Linked DNA regions of Gossypium hirsutum: regions 1 and 2 are each linked to region 3. The links are chromatin contacts, called in public Hi-C maps. All regions are on one chromosome and are shown on one strand. The core of a region is the stretch at or near the end of the contact, and the rest is flanking DNA. Distances in the headings are between cores, read along the strand shown. Region 1 holds the start of LOC107916785 (cell division control protein 2 homolog D). Region 2 holds the start of LOC107917912 (AT-rich interactive domain-containing protein 5). Region 3 holds the start of LOC107916808.

Evidence for each region. Hi-C and Micro-C count contacts between places; a contact is called where the count stands out from the background.
Region 1: a Hi-C map of leaf shows a contact between it and region 3, with 2.4 times the contacts expected there. The contact joins the promoter of LOC107916785 here to the promoter of LOC107916808 in region 3. A contact is called at or near these places in 6 of 34 Hi-C or Micro-C datasets (hypocotyl and leaf).
Region 2: a Hi-C map of leaf shows a contact between it and region 3, with 1.8 times the contacts expected there. The contact joins the promoter of LOC107917912 here to the promoter of LOC107916808 in region 3. A contact is called at or near these places in 3 of 34 Hi-C or Micro-C datasets (hypocotyl and leaf).

What each region holds. Positions count from the first base shown.
Region 1 is chrA01:19,007,641-19,012,001 of Gossypium_hirsutum_v2.1, forward strand. It overlaps LOC107916785 (cell division control protein 2 homolog D), which reads left to right and starts at 3,013. Exons shown (of 7, transcript XM_016846156.2): 1 at 3,013-3,249; 2 at 3,339-3,480; 3 at 3,616-3,677; 4 at 3,776-3,981; 5 at 4,085-4,154; 6 at 4,242-4,361. The coding sequence starts at 3,026.
Region 2 is chrA01:19,032,845-19,037,086 of Gossypium_hirsutum_v2.1, forward strand. LOC107917912 (AT-rich interactive domain-containing protein 5) reads left to right here and starts at 1,923. Exons shown (of 14, transcript XM_041114599.1): 1 at 1,923-2,245; 2 at 2,688-3,063; 3 at 3,166-3,299; 4 at 3,406-3,445. The coding sequence starts at 2,704.
Region 3 is chrA01:18,849,114-18,853,823 of Gossypium_hirsutum_v2.1, forward strand. It overlaps LOC107916808, which reads right to left and starts at 2,424. Exons shown (of 1, transcript XM_016846182.2): 1 at 1,439-2,424. The coding sequence starts at 2,248. The coding sequence ends at 1,607.

The DNA.
Region 1 (4,361 bases), core at 1,763-4,262, 160 kb after region 3:
TATCGAACATTGATGTTGCCATCTCTGAACGGGTTGACTGTGAAAATCGAATTAGCTCTGATACTATTTTATAGGGGATAAATCTGACTAAATAACAAACATAGTGAAGAAAATAAGAATTGAAAAGATCGAACACACAAATTTTACGTGGAAAAACTTCTCAAAAGCGGATAAAAAATCACAAGCAAAAGAAGATTTCATTATAATAAATGAGAGTATAAAAGATGGAGTGAATTAAAAGAAAACCCGAAACCTCACAAGAAAAACCGTTCGAAACAAGGAAAAAAATTCTCTCAATCTAAATATTTTTGTTGTATAAAACCTAGAGTAACTAAGGCTTATTTATATGCTAAAATTCGTAGCATATATGACTACAACAACTCTAGGTTAATTAGAGTTTAAGTGGAAAACTAAAAACAGAGTTTAACTATGAGAAGAAAAACCAAAATAAACTTTGATAAAAAAAGAGGCATTCTCCCACAAAGCCCATTTTTCGATCTTATATTTTTATTAAGATCCTCCCACTTTTTGAGCGGGCTTTTGAGTCTGAGTTAGGCCAGTAAGTTTAGGAGAAATTTGCAAAGAACAAGGCAAGAGAAGAAAAAAAGGAAATTGCATATTATTTTATTTAAAGTTAGGAATCTTCAATGGAAAACTCAAATTTATTTTATGGGTTGGGTTGTAAATATTTAATTCATTATAAACAAAGTTTAATGTTTGGGCTTCATTTTTTTTTAAAAGTACTATTTTGGGTTTTACCCAATTTTTATTAAATGGATCAACCCTTTAAATTTTTAGTAAAAACTTATTTTCATATTGTGTTCGTAAATTTATTTTCATCGGAGTCAAAAAGAGTCATTGAGCTCGGAGCAAGATGGAAAGTTGGCAATGGGAAAAATATTCAAATCAGAGGAGACAATGGGATTCCCATCACAGGTGTTTACAAGTTCTTTCTGAATCAATCTCCCTTGCACCCGAGGCTAATTGACTTTACAATGGGGAGATGGAAAGAGGATGTCATACGAAATGAATTTAGCGTGGACGAAGCTGAAGCAATCCTTAACATTCAGCTTTTCAAAGGTAATCGGGAAGATAAACTTATCTAGCATCCAAGTTGTGATGGAAGATACTCTGTCAAGAGTGCTTATAGAAAAATCTGAAGGTCCTTCTTACCGCCAAGAGTGCGTCTCTTTGCCTGGCGGCTATGCAATGGAATCCTTCCTACAGCTGCCAAAGTTGCAGGACGTTGAACAACCCCTGTATTTTTAGAATTTTAAAATTTTAATTTTTATCGAATAGTAATTATTTTTAAATTTTGATACTCTAAATATATTATCATATGTATAATATTATACAAACTTGTTATTTCTACATACTACTTACAAAAAAATTAGTTAATAGATTTATCATTTGTCGTCTACATTAAGATTGAAATTTCGAAATTCAAAAAATATAACAACTAAGAGTGTTCCGGTCAAAGAATATGGACTATATCTATAACTTTATGCATAATACATAACTAATAGCAAAATTTAACCAAACATGTTTAACTGTTACTATTTAGTCAAGACTAAAATTTTAAATTTTGAAAAGTACAAAAATTAAAATTGATCAAATTAAAGTATATGTACTAAATCTATAATTTACACAAAGTACAAGATCTAACAGTAGAAATTGACCTTTACTTTTTGGCTGATGTTTTATTTTTTAGGATAAATTGTCAAAATAGTTACTTTTATTTGTCTCATGTTACATTTTAGTCACTTATGTTTGAAATATTACGTTTTAGTCACTTACGTTATCGTATTGTAACATTTTAGTCACCGAGCCGTTAATTACAGTTAATAGTGTAATGGTAAGTTGACATGGTACGTTAAATAATCATTTCAAACAAAAAATTTAGATTAATTTGTACAATCGGTCCCCATATTTTTTTGTTTGAGCAATTAATTTTTTTTCTTTTATGTTCTTTTAACTTTCTTTTTATTTTCTTTATTTTCTATTCTCTTCTACTTCTCCCTTTGTTTTTCTCCCTTTTCCATTTCTTTTAATGTAGTTTTCCTATGTTTTTCATTTGTTAAAACTAGTCCCTATACTTTTCATTTTTTTGAAAAATTTAATTTTTTGAGTGAGACAAGCTTGTGGACTAGTTTTAACAAGTGAAAAACATAGAAAAACTACGTTAAAAAAATGAAGAATGGAGGAAACAGTAGAGAAGCAAAAGAGAATGGAAAAAAAAGGAAAAAAAAGAAAGTCAAAAGAACATAAAAGAAAAACTAAATTACTCAAAATGAAAAAAAATATAAGGACCAATTTTAGAATTTAATCTAAAATTTTCATTTGAAATGATGATTTAATGTGCCACGTTAGCTTACCGTTACACCGTTAACGACTGAGTGACTAAAATATAATTTGAGACAAATAATAATAATTATTTTGATAATTTAAGATAAAACATATTATGAATGGAAATGGTAAGTTCAAATAAAAAGAAAAGATAAAATATGTAGAGCTAAAATAATATAATAATCTTCTTGATTTTATGATAAAAGCATTATATTTAAGGTAGGAGGACTTTGATGCGAAATAATCCAATTTGCATCCCTAATTATATAATAATCAATTATAAAATTTCCCTCATATTTTCACGGTACTATATAATTTATATTCACTTGCTACCAGTAAGAAAAAAACGAGAGCGAGAGAAGAAATTTGCGTCATACACTTGGGCTGGGCTGGGCTGGCTGGGCTGAAGAATAGACTCGGGTCATACCTCCGACCCGTCATACACTTGGGGTTGAGTTAGGGGCAAACATGGAAAGGAGGTTGAGAGCGCTTGGATCTGGAAATTTGAAATTCAAAAAAGTTAAAAGTTTCCGTTGAGAGCAACGACTTCATTTCTTTTCCTTTTTAAATGTTTAAAGGGAATGGTTATATATATAAACGAAGAAACAGGTGAGAGTGATGTGATAATACAAGAACAAAGAAGGGTTTGGTTTTGATTTGAGAGAGAATCGAAGAAGGAATGGAGAAGCCAAGGCAAATCTCAGCAATGGAGGCATTCGAGAAATTGGAGAAGGTGGGAGAGGGAACCTACGGAAAGGTATACAGAGCAAGAGAGAGAGCGACGGGGAAGATCGTAGCCTTAAAGAAGACTCGTCTCCATGAGGACGATGAAGGCGTTCCTCCCACCACTCTCCGCGAGGTCTCCATCTTGCGCATGCTCTCTCGGGATCCTCATGTCGTCAGGTCTCTCTTTCTTTCTCTCTTCTTGTTTTCTTGTAAAGGGAATTTCACTTTTTTAATTTAATCAAAATAGAATTTTCATTCATATTCAGATTGATGGATGTTAAACAAGGACAAAACAAAGAAGGAAAGACGGTTCTATACTTGGTTTTTGAGTACATGGATACTGATCTCAAGAAATACATCCGCTCATTTCGCCAAACTGGGGAGAACATTCCCGTTAACATTGTCAAGGTCTCTCTCTCTCTCTCTCTCGCACTCTTTCATACAATTACTTAGCGCGTTTGTTGTGGGCTTGTGAATACTTAGTAAGCAGAGTCATCATGTCTTTGTTCTGTATTCATTAATGCCCGCGATTTTTGTTAACAGAGCTTGATGTACCAACTGTGCAAAGGTGTTGCCTTCTGCCACGGTCATGGGGTTTTACACAGGTTATTTTAAAACCCTTGCCTTTTGCTCTATTTTCTTCACCAATCTTTTAGGATATTCGATACCTACTTAATCCTTCTTTTCCCTTTAATTGACACAGAGACCTTAAGCCTCACAATCTCCTCATGGATAGAAAGACCATGACCCTTAAAATAGCTGATCTCGGCCTAGCTCGAGCTTTTACTCTTCCCATTAAGAAGTACACTCATGAGATATTAACACTATGGTATAGAGCACCTGAAGTCCTTTTGGGGGCTACTCATTACTCAACTGCCGTGGATATGTGGTCTGTGGCCTGCATCTTTGGTACTGCATACATGCCATCTCTGCATTTTATTATTATTATTCACCTATGTATGATCAAATTCATACTACTTGATTCACTAAGCAATTTCCTTATTTATTCTAGCCGAGCTGGTCACCAAACAGGCTCTATTCCCTGGAGATTCTGAGCTGCAGCAGCTCCTTCATATTTTCAGGCGCGTTCTGATGCCCCTTTCTAGTCTCTAAATCAACCATTTTGGTGTCTGCTTTCCATTTAATAATTTCTAATTGCATCCTTGCAGGTTGTTGGGTACTCCAAATGAACAAGTCTGGCCTGGAGTAAGCTCACTACCAAACTGGCATGAGTATCCCCAGTGGAGCGCCCAGAGCCTGGCATCAGCTGTTCCTAATTTGGATAGTGA
Region 2 (4,242 bases), core at 673-3,172, 180 kb after region 3:
AAAAGTTCTGCTATTTGAATTGATTGTCTTTTTGTTCAAATCAATTGTTTTTCTGTTTGAATCAATTCATTTTTTGTTTAAACCAATTCTTTGTTGTTTAACTCAATTCAAACTCCAACATTTACAGGGCTTGTGGGTGTGCATATAAGCATTATTGAGTTTAAGTTAAGTTTTGGCATGAATTGATTTTAAAGAGGTCATTTTTGAAAAATTTTCAGAAAGTATCAGTACCTTGATAACAAGTATCAGTACTTCCTTAAATGTTTTATTTTTTAAAATGGCAGAATGCCAAAATGGTATCAATACCTATTATTGGTATCGATACCTATTTTTAAAATTTGAAAAGTTTACAATTTGGTCATTAATAGTGCTTGGGTTGACTTAGGAGCTTTCACAAGATCAAATGTGTCTCATTTTTATTGTAAATCATTTTGTGGATGGAATTATGAAATAAATTGATGTTTGATTGCATTAATTGTTGCAATTTGAATATGATTTACTCTGGTAATTATGGTAGCATCCGTAGTTGCGTTCGACAACCATGCCGGGTGATGGGTGTTACAAGAACAGAATAAAGCTGTTGACAATGACAATCCAAAAACCGCTTTATAAGTGACACTACAAGCAACCTATTTATAGGCCTCTTCAAATGGTTAATCAACAGTGTTTTGATAGGCTTTAAACTTCTATTTAAAAGTTGTAATTATTCTGAGCTTTTATTAACTAAAAGACTTTATTAATCAGTCTTCTAACAACACCAAAACTCTCTCAAGAGATAATAAGACTTAGTCCATTTTAAGGATTGGTGACTTACCCATTCTATGACTTTGGCACTGGATGTTCCAAAAATGGGTACTATTGGGTCGGGTGAATTCAATAATAGACGCCGGGTGGCATTCTAACTTTCCTTCTCCTTTCAGGACCTATCTGAAAGTGAATCTAGTACTTTTGGGTCGTGAATATTTGAATAGGCGAACCGCCCTGTGGATATTTTTTCTTCGGAACAAAACAATTATAATAGAATTAGGCTCAGCCAACTGGAATGTGTATTATCCATATATTATTCATATAGGGGATCCTCTAGTTGAGAAGATCCATCGACCTGAGATGAAGAGAAATGTCTATCTATTTTATTTAGTTATTCAGTACTTATCCAATTACCTCAAGCAATTCGATTGGGAGTCTTTAAAATTTTAGTCAAATCATGCTTCGTGTTTTGTCAAATATGAAACATTCAGGTGGACTGAACTCAACACAAATAAAACCTATTCAAAGCTCAAATTTGCAGGTTCAAATAGAGAAACAATTTCGTTATAACAAGACATGGAACGAGCAATAACTTTCCCAACATCTTGAATAAAGATAGTCTTCCAACACCTTATGAAGCTTTTTCTAATTAAACTATATTAGTTTTCTCTTTTGTATTTAACTAGAATATTGATAGTAGTGCTTTACTAGTACAAGTGTCTTGTGTTTGTAGTTTTATGGTTATGAAGGGTGCATAGGTGTTTGTCAAGATTGCATAGGTGTCATGACTTGATGATTTTATGCTGTAAGTGTTGATTTGACAATATTAATATGATGAGATATTTTTTTATTTATAAAAATAATATTTGTTGATTTCTAAAAAAAACTTTTAATAATTTTACAATTAATTTAAGACTCGATTAATAATTCACGTTAACTTAATTAAACTCTTAATAATAGATGAGGAAATCCAACCATATATCCAAATAAATTTTGATTAATGCACAAAGGGTAGATAGGCTTTTCAATTAATTTTTGGGTTATGCTGTTGGATTTGGTCTTAAGAAAAGAAGTATAACAACCACCCAAATAGGAGATGTAGAAACTGGGCTAAAATGGACCTGGAGCGTAGTGGGAATTAAAGTTGAAAGAAGGCCAGGCCTGTTGGCTGTTGGGGAGTTAAAACAGCCCCTACAGCACTTCGCTCGTAGGTTCAAGGCCTGCAGACGCTTCTGTTTGGTATCAACTCATCACCACACCGCTTGGGGGGAAAAAAAAGAGAAAGAAAAACACACCATTCACTCACTGGGTTTTTTTTTTTTTCATTTTTTATTATGCTAAAGAAGGAAGAAGACCTCAGCAGCCAAGCCGAGCAAATCCAAGCCGAGCCGAAACCAACGACGCTAAAAAAGGAAGGAGAGTTCTTATTTGGTAGCTAAGTTGGCAGAGCCGAAAAAATCCCAATCAGAAATCAACAATCCCAGCCCAGGCAGAGCAGGTAAGGTGTAACCGTCGAATTGTGTAAGTTCCCTGCCATTAACGATACTTTCTATGTTAATGCCACTCGGATGCTGTTGCTGCTCTCCCTATTTATTGCTATTGCAATTCTTTGGCATTCGCATTCTCTGTCAAAGCCCTAACTGCATTTCTCTCTTCTCCCCTCTCCCCCCTTCCTTCGCCGCTCCAGGCTAGTTTCTTCTTCCACCATCACTTTTTACTCTCTTTTTTTTCAACTATCTTTAAATTATTAGGTTTTAGGGCAGTCTAATTTTGCTCTCTTTCATTTCTTTTAACGCTTAGTTTTTTGTTTTTCATATTTTTCTTGTTATATATATGGTTTTGAAAAACAAGTAGGACTTAGGGTTTTGTTTTTCGTTTTTGTTTTTCATCTTTTTTTCCCCTTAAAAAATCACTAATTCAACTGTTGATGTTGACAGCAGAATCTGTATAAGCAAGATGGAAGATACCGAAATGTTGGAACAGCAGCTGCCTGAGGCTTCCCAAGTTAACCTTGTTGATACTGCTGTCCAAGAGCAACAGTCCTCACCCCCCACTAAGGATCAAAATGCCAATGAAACAATTGCTGATACAACTTCAACCTTGCCCACTGATGTTAACATGACTGATAATCCTCCTATGCCCGATAAACCTGATAACATATCTTCCAATGATGCTAATACCGATCCTTCTGATGCTCCTCCTGCTGAACCACTGGAGCAGAAAGTCAATGGAGATGCTACTCCCCTTCGCTCTCTTGCCCCTGAATCTGGACCTGAGAAGGTGGAGAAATCAAAGAGTTGGTTGCTTGATCCTGAGGTACATAAAAGAAATGTCCTATAAGTTCTGACATTAACAAATGAAGTGTCAATAATTCTGTTTATCCTATTTTTAACTCACTTTGACTTGTTTGGCTTATAGATGGGGGAGGCTGATGAAGCTGGAACACCAGAGGAGCGAGCAGCATTCATGAAGGAGCTGGAAAGTTTCTATAAGGATAGGTCATTGGAATTCAAGCCCCCTAAATTTTATGGAGAACCGCTAAACTGCCTTAAGTGAGTTTGCACTGATCATTGTTCTGGATTTTGTGGGTTATAAGTCTGCTTTTTCTCAGAGTCTAATTTGTGCTTTTCTCTTGGTGCATGTTCACATCTAATGTAGGTTGTGGAGAGCAGTTATTAAATTGGGTGGCTACGAAGTGGTATGCTTGCATATCTGGAATCTTTAATTGATGTTTTTAACCTTTTCTCTGAACCCTTAAATCATCCTATATTCTTGTTTAACTCACATAGCAATCATTGACAAATCAGAGGGGACGTTCGGTCTGGTTTTATTAATGTGTATAATGATGCATTTATTTTGCCGTTTTGGAATTTCAATATTCTTATCTAATACATTATCCAAGCTAACAGCTTTAGGTGTCAACAAGTAAAAGGTTACAAACAACCGGATATTATCTACGTGTAAAGTGGTTTGGATCTGTTTCTTGTTTAGGAAGGTAAATAAGATTAAATTCTGGCTAGGCGTTAATTTGGTTATTTTCGTTATTAAAGATGCACTAATAGAAAACTGTATCTTCTAACTTCGGTAGTTAATTCGTTGGGTTTCTCTCTCTCTCTTTACCACGAATGAAGAAGAATTCATGTGAAGTATCCAAAGTTGGAAATGCCAATCAATATGGCAATGACACGCTTGTTACACTATTTCTAGAGTTGCCATTATGCCATCACATAACTGCTTCTGTTTTGGGCACAAAGTTGATAAGCTCACATTTTTTCCCTATATGTACAAATAAATTCTGTACGATCTGACTTCAAAGTCTCTCAAACAAGATTCCATATAACACTTGCAAGAAAAATGCCCTTTTTCCTGTATGCTTAGGGTTTTTTTGTTGATTCCTTAAGAGTTTGTTTTGGCCATTCTTGGTTGTATTGAGATGCCATTGCGTTGAGATGTCTTATATCTTTTCTCTGGGAAAATGGATATTACCTGAAAAAC
Region 3 (4,710 bases), core at 1,174-3,673:
TGTGCTGTTGATTGGATCGTCTCCAGAGCTCATACTATCCACCAAGTCTTTTGGTAGACTTTTGCTCAATTTGGCCTGGTTATAAGTGGCAAGTAAATAGGCGTAAACGGTTATATAATGTGAAATTGAAAATTATGCTTTGTGCCATTTTCATGTGAATTATGTGTAATGTTAAGTGTTAATGTGTAATGGCTTATTGTGGCATGAATTGGTATTTTGGTGAACTTTGCTTGATGAAATCTTGGCATTTGGAATGATGATCATGTGGTGGTAGTTAGGTATGAATCTTTGGTATATTTGACGATGAATGGTTTGCTTATGAATTGTTGAATTGAGATGCCAATTGTAACATATTAGTTAGGCACTTTAATTTTTTTTTTTGGGGCCAGTGCACTTAGGATTGTTTTATAAGTTGAATTTTGGGTTTATTTTGATGCATTATAAACAAGTCTAATGAATGGTAAAATGCTTGTTTATGGCACAAGTAAGAATTGATTATGTGGCTTAATTTAAAAGACATATTTTAGCTCACACAGGTAAGTGACCCAGCTGTGTGCTTTGTATGATATTGGTTATTTTGGTTAGACACAACCATATTATATCTATGGAAAAAAATATTTCTATTCTTTTATTTTTCTACTCTTTCAATTTTCTATCTTCTCAATTTTCTTTCCATTCTACTAATTAAATCCTTTAAGTTGGTTTTTTTTTTCAACTTCTTCCTGTACAAAAAGACTTGATGAATATAAGAAACGAAGCAGAGTAACAAGCTCATATTTGCTTACTTCACTAGCTAGATAGTTTAATTATACACACACAAAGAGTTCGGATAGATATTTGTCATCGTCCACCGATCAGTTAATATGATTTTGTAAATCAAAGGCTTGAAAGAGAAAACTATTATTAATCAATCCAATATTAATGGATGGAGTATCAATATTTTCATGTAAACACAAATGGATGAAGCAATGGACAAAAGAAAAAACCTCCATAACAAAACAGAAAAGTCCGTACTATCAATATTGAGAATGATGGGTGGGTAGATGAGTGGAATATGGGAACTGACTGGCCCAAATTAGCAGTGGGTTTATTTCAGCCGTTTCATGAAGCCTTTGGAGGGCCTCTGTATGACAAGCTAAGGTCAAATCCATTTACAAATAACCATTGGATTCGGGTAGAACCGGTAGGATATCCGCATTTAAACAAAAACATAATTATAATTTAAAGCAATTCCGTTTTGACTAGTTCAAAACAGATAAACAATTGAGAGCGCCCCTTGAGCCTTTGGATTGTAGACGTAATGTTCCATTTTCTTTTTGATGATTTTATACCTCCAAATATATGCTTCCGGCCTTCTCTCTCAATATTACATACCAGTTGAGAATAAATGAAATATAAAGATGAAAAAAACCCAAAAAAAATCATGTGAGAATGATGATTAATGGAATCTCCGGTTAACTCAATAAAAAAATGACACTCTCGATCTCAGTTTCTATACAGGACAGGGAAGTTTTGAATTTAATAGATATATGTATGTATGTATAATATGTTACATTGGGGGCTCATGGAAAATTAACAACTTGAAAGGTGGATCCGGGTAGGTAGATTACAGAACGGAGCCTTCGTAAATAGTGGACAGCCTTAGCTTAAAAGAACGAACGGCCAATTTGGCTCGTCTGGATGTGTATCGCTGCAATTTTCTAAAAGAAGCAGATCTTGACATCCCAGATGGCTGAGGTTGAGTCTGGGGCTTGGTAAAGGACTTGGTGCTGCTGGGGGTTGGGGCTGATGCGGTAGAAGCGCCAACAGGATCAACAACAGATTGAGCTACCACCATCACAGGGTTAATTCGGGCCTTCTTGCGCCGATTGGAATCGTTTCTAGAGTCATTCTGGATAGCAACGCTGGCTTTGACGGCCAAAGCGGCCATATCCTTGGAAGCCAATCGCTGCTGAAGCTTGGAAACGGGAAGCACGAAGTATATCTGATTGGGTTGCAGTTGATGGTCCGCATTCAAGGCCGGAACGTAATCGTCGTAAGATAAGCTATCCGAGTTGCAAAGGAAGATGGAGGAGGAAGAAGAAGAGGAGGAGGAGGAGGAGGAGGAGGCTTCGGCGTGAAGAACCTGAGAGACGCAGACCGGGGGATTATATTTATGAAGATCACCGTTGAGGGAAACAACATGAGCTGTTGGGCGAGACCCAGATTCTGAAAATTCAGGGTTTTCGTAAGAGAAACAGGCACCCATGGCATGGATGGAAGGACGGATTGTTAGAGAAGAATATATAGAAAAAGTAAAAAGGAATTGGGAGGTTTTGGAATTGCAGTTGTATTTGAGGAGAAATGGTTTGTAATTATTATGGTTAACTAACAAATAAATAAGAGGAGATGATTGAAGAATGTGGAAAGGAGGTTTTATAAAGAGTGACGCGAGCCACGGCGTCACGCGGGGAACATGAAATACCGTTGGCGTTGCAAGTCAAAGGGGGATGCTGTTGTTGTACTTTTCAAAGAGATAGCGATGGGGACAGCTGATTCATACCTACTTTTTCATCCAACTGTTTGATTTTGACGTTTGACTTTGCCAACCCTTAATAAAACCCCTCCCCTTTATAACTCAGCAGTGACGCGTTGCGTAGGAAGGAAGCTATTTACTTGAGCTACACTCTCACACCTCCGCCACTTACAAAGCGCAGCCGTTATTTGCTTCTAATTAAAAGTCAGGCCGAGTGACGCTTCTTTTTTAATTTCAATTTCCATTTTTGTTTAATTGATATATGTTCCACGTACCAGTTTATTTGTTGTAATGGGAGAGAAATGATCTTTTATGTTTTCACACTAATTTTAAATTATTTGTTTTATATTAAAAAAATCAATCATTAATATTTTATATTATATAATAAAGTTATCAGATCAATTAAAATATTTACATGCTTGACAAGTATAAATGTTGAATTATTCATATGAAAAGTTATAAAAAATGTAAAATTATTTTAGTTTTATATTAATGTAAGTGAATTACTCTCCCTTTATTTAATGTTATAACTTGTTATATGATTAATGTATGTATTTAAAGTTTTGTTTAAAGGTGTTTTAAACATGTGGTGTGGTGGTTGCCCATTTCGTCCGTTAATCATGTATTTAAGAGGTTTAATCTCTACTTATGAGAATAAAATATACTTCATGACCAGCCACTCGCTTTTCTAAAAAGTATCTATGACCAGTGGTGGAGCTAAAGGGGGCTGGTAGGGGCCCCGACCCCCTAAAGTGGAAAGTTTTTCATTTAAATTTTTTTTATAATTTATAAAATTTTAAATCAATAAAGGTAAAATTACACTTTGTCCCCCTAAATAATAAAAATTTGATTTAATCTTTTAAAAATTATAAAAATATAGACTATTAAAATGATAAAATTATATTTCTACTATCGTAAAAATATACAATTTAATTATGGCCTTCCAAAAATATTTTTCGACTCTACTACTATCTATGATGAAAGAGTTAATCATTACTATCGATTGTGGATATCCTAAAATCAACAAAAACAGAAAATCTATTATACATGATAGTAAAGCAATTTAAAAGAATTTGATGTTATTTTCAAAACTTGTTTTCTAAATTTGTTTTATTTGATTTTTTAATTATTTTATCTTTTATAAATTATTTGTCGGGGGTCCACTTTTTTATTTAATATGTTTGAATTTTTTTGTTTTATAAATATAGAACATGTCAAAGTTAAAATGTTTCTATATTTATATTAATAGCGGTGATAAAAGTCAAAGGTAATTAATATTTGTAGTGCTTAAAGTCGTAGATGGTTTGGAAAGTCTATTTTTTTCTGTAAATATGATAGAAGGGAGAAGGGATTATATAAAAAGGTTTGGAGTTGAACATGGCCCCGCTTAATGGGTACCTCATTGAATAAGAATAAGAATAGAGGAAGGTTCTTAAAAAAAATAATATTAGGTTTTCATTGATTAACTTCAATGATATTTAAAATAAAAATAATGGTACAATTAGTTAATAAGATTGAATATTGTAACAGTGAGATTAAAATCGACAATAATATATGTATTTAAATTCTAATGCAGTTGTAGTAATGAGGTGATAATAGAAAATAATTATTTAAAAACATTAATATGAAAATTTTATATAGTGATGAATTATTTTTATATATTTATATATATTTTAAAAATCATATTCTATCAAAATATGAATAGACATTGTTTTATATTAAAATAAGAATACAATTGTGTTAAAATAAATTAAAAACTTAATATTTTAATAATAAATATATATTTAAAATAACAATATAGATTGCCACACCTCAAAATTGGGGTTACAAGAACTAAGGTTTTGTTGGCTAGGTTAGTGGTTCAAATGGACCTTTAAGTTAGTTTTTGAGTTTTGACAGTATAATGAGTTTGTTAGTTCAGGGGTTAAGAGGTAGTTTACCTCAAGGTTTTGGGTTGAGTCTTTGTGTATGCTTAAGGGGAATTCTTTTTTATTCTAATTCTGGAAAATCTGATAGGATTTTGTTAAATATTATTTTGTCTACTTTATGTTTTTGAAAAATGAAAATTCCTAGAATTTCTCTCATGCTTCCACTTCTTTTCACGTTAGTTTTCTTTTTTTTCCCCAATTTTAGATTTTTACTCTTTTGGCTTTTAGATTTTCTCTCTGTTTTCAGCTTTCTTTTTCTTTCCCTTT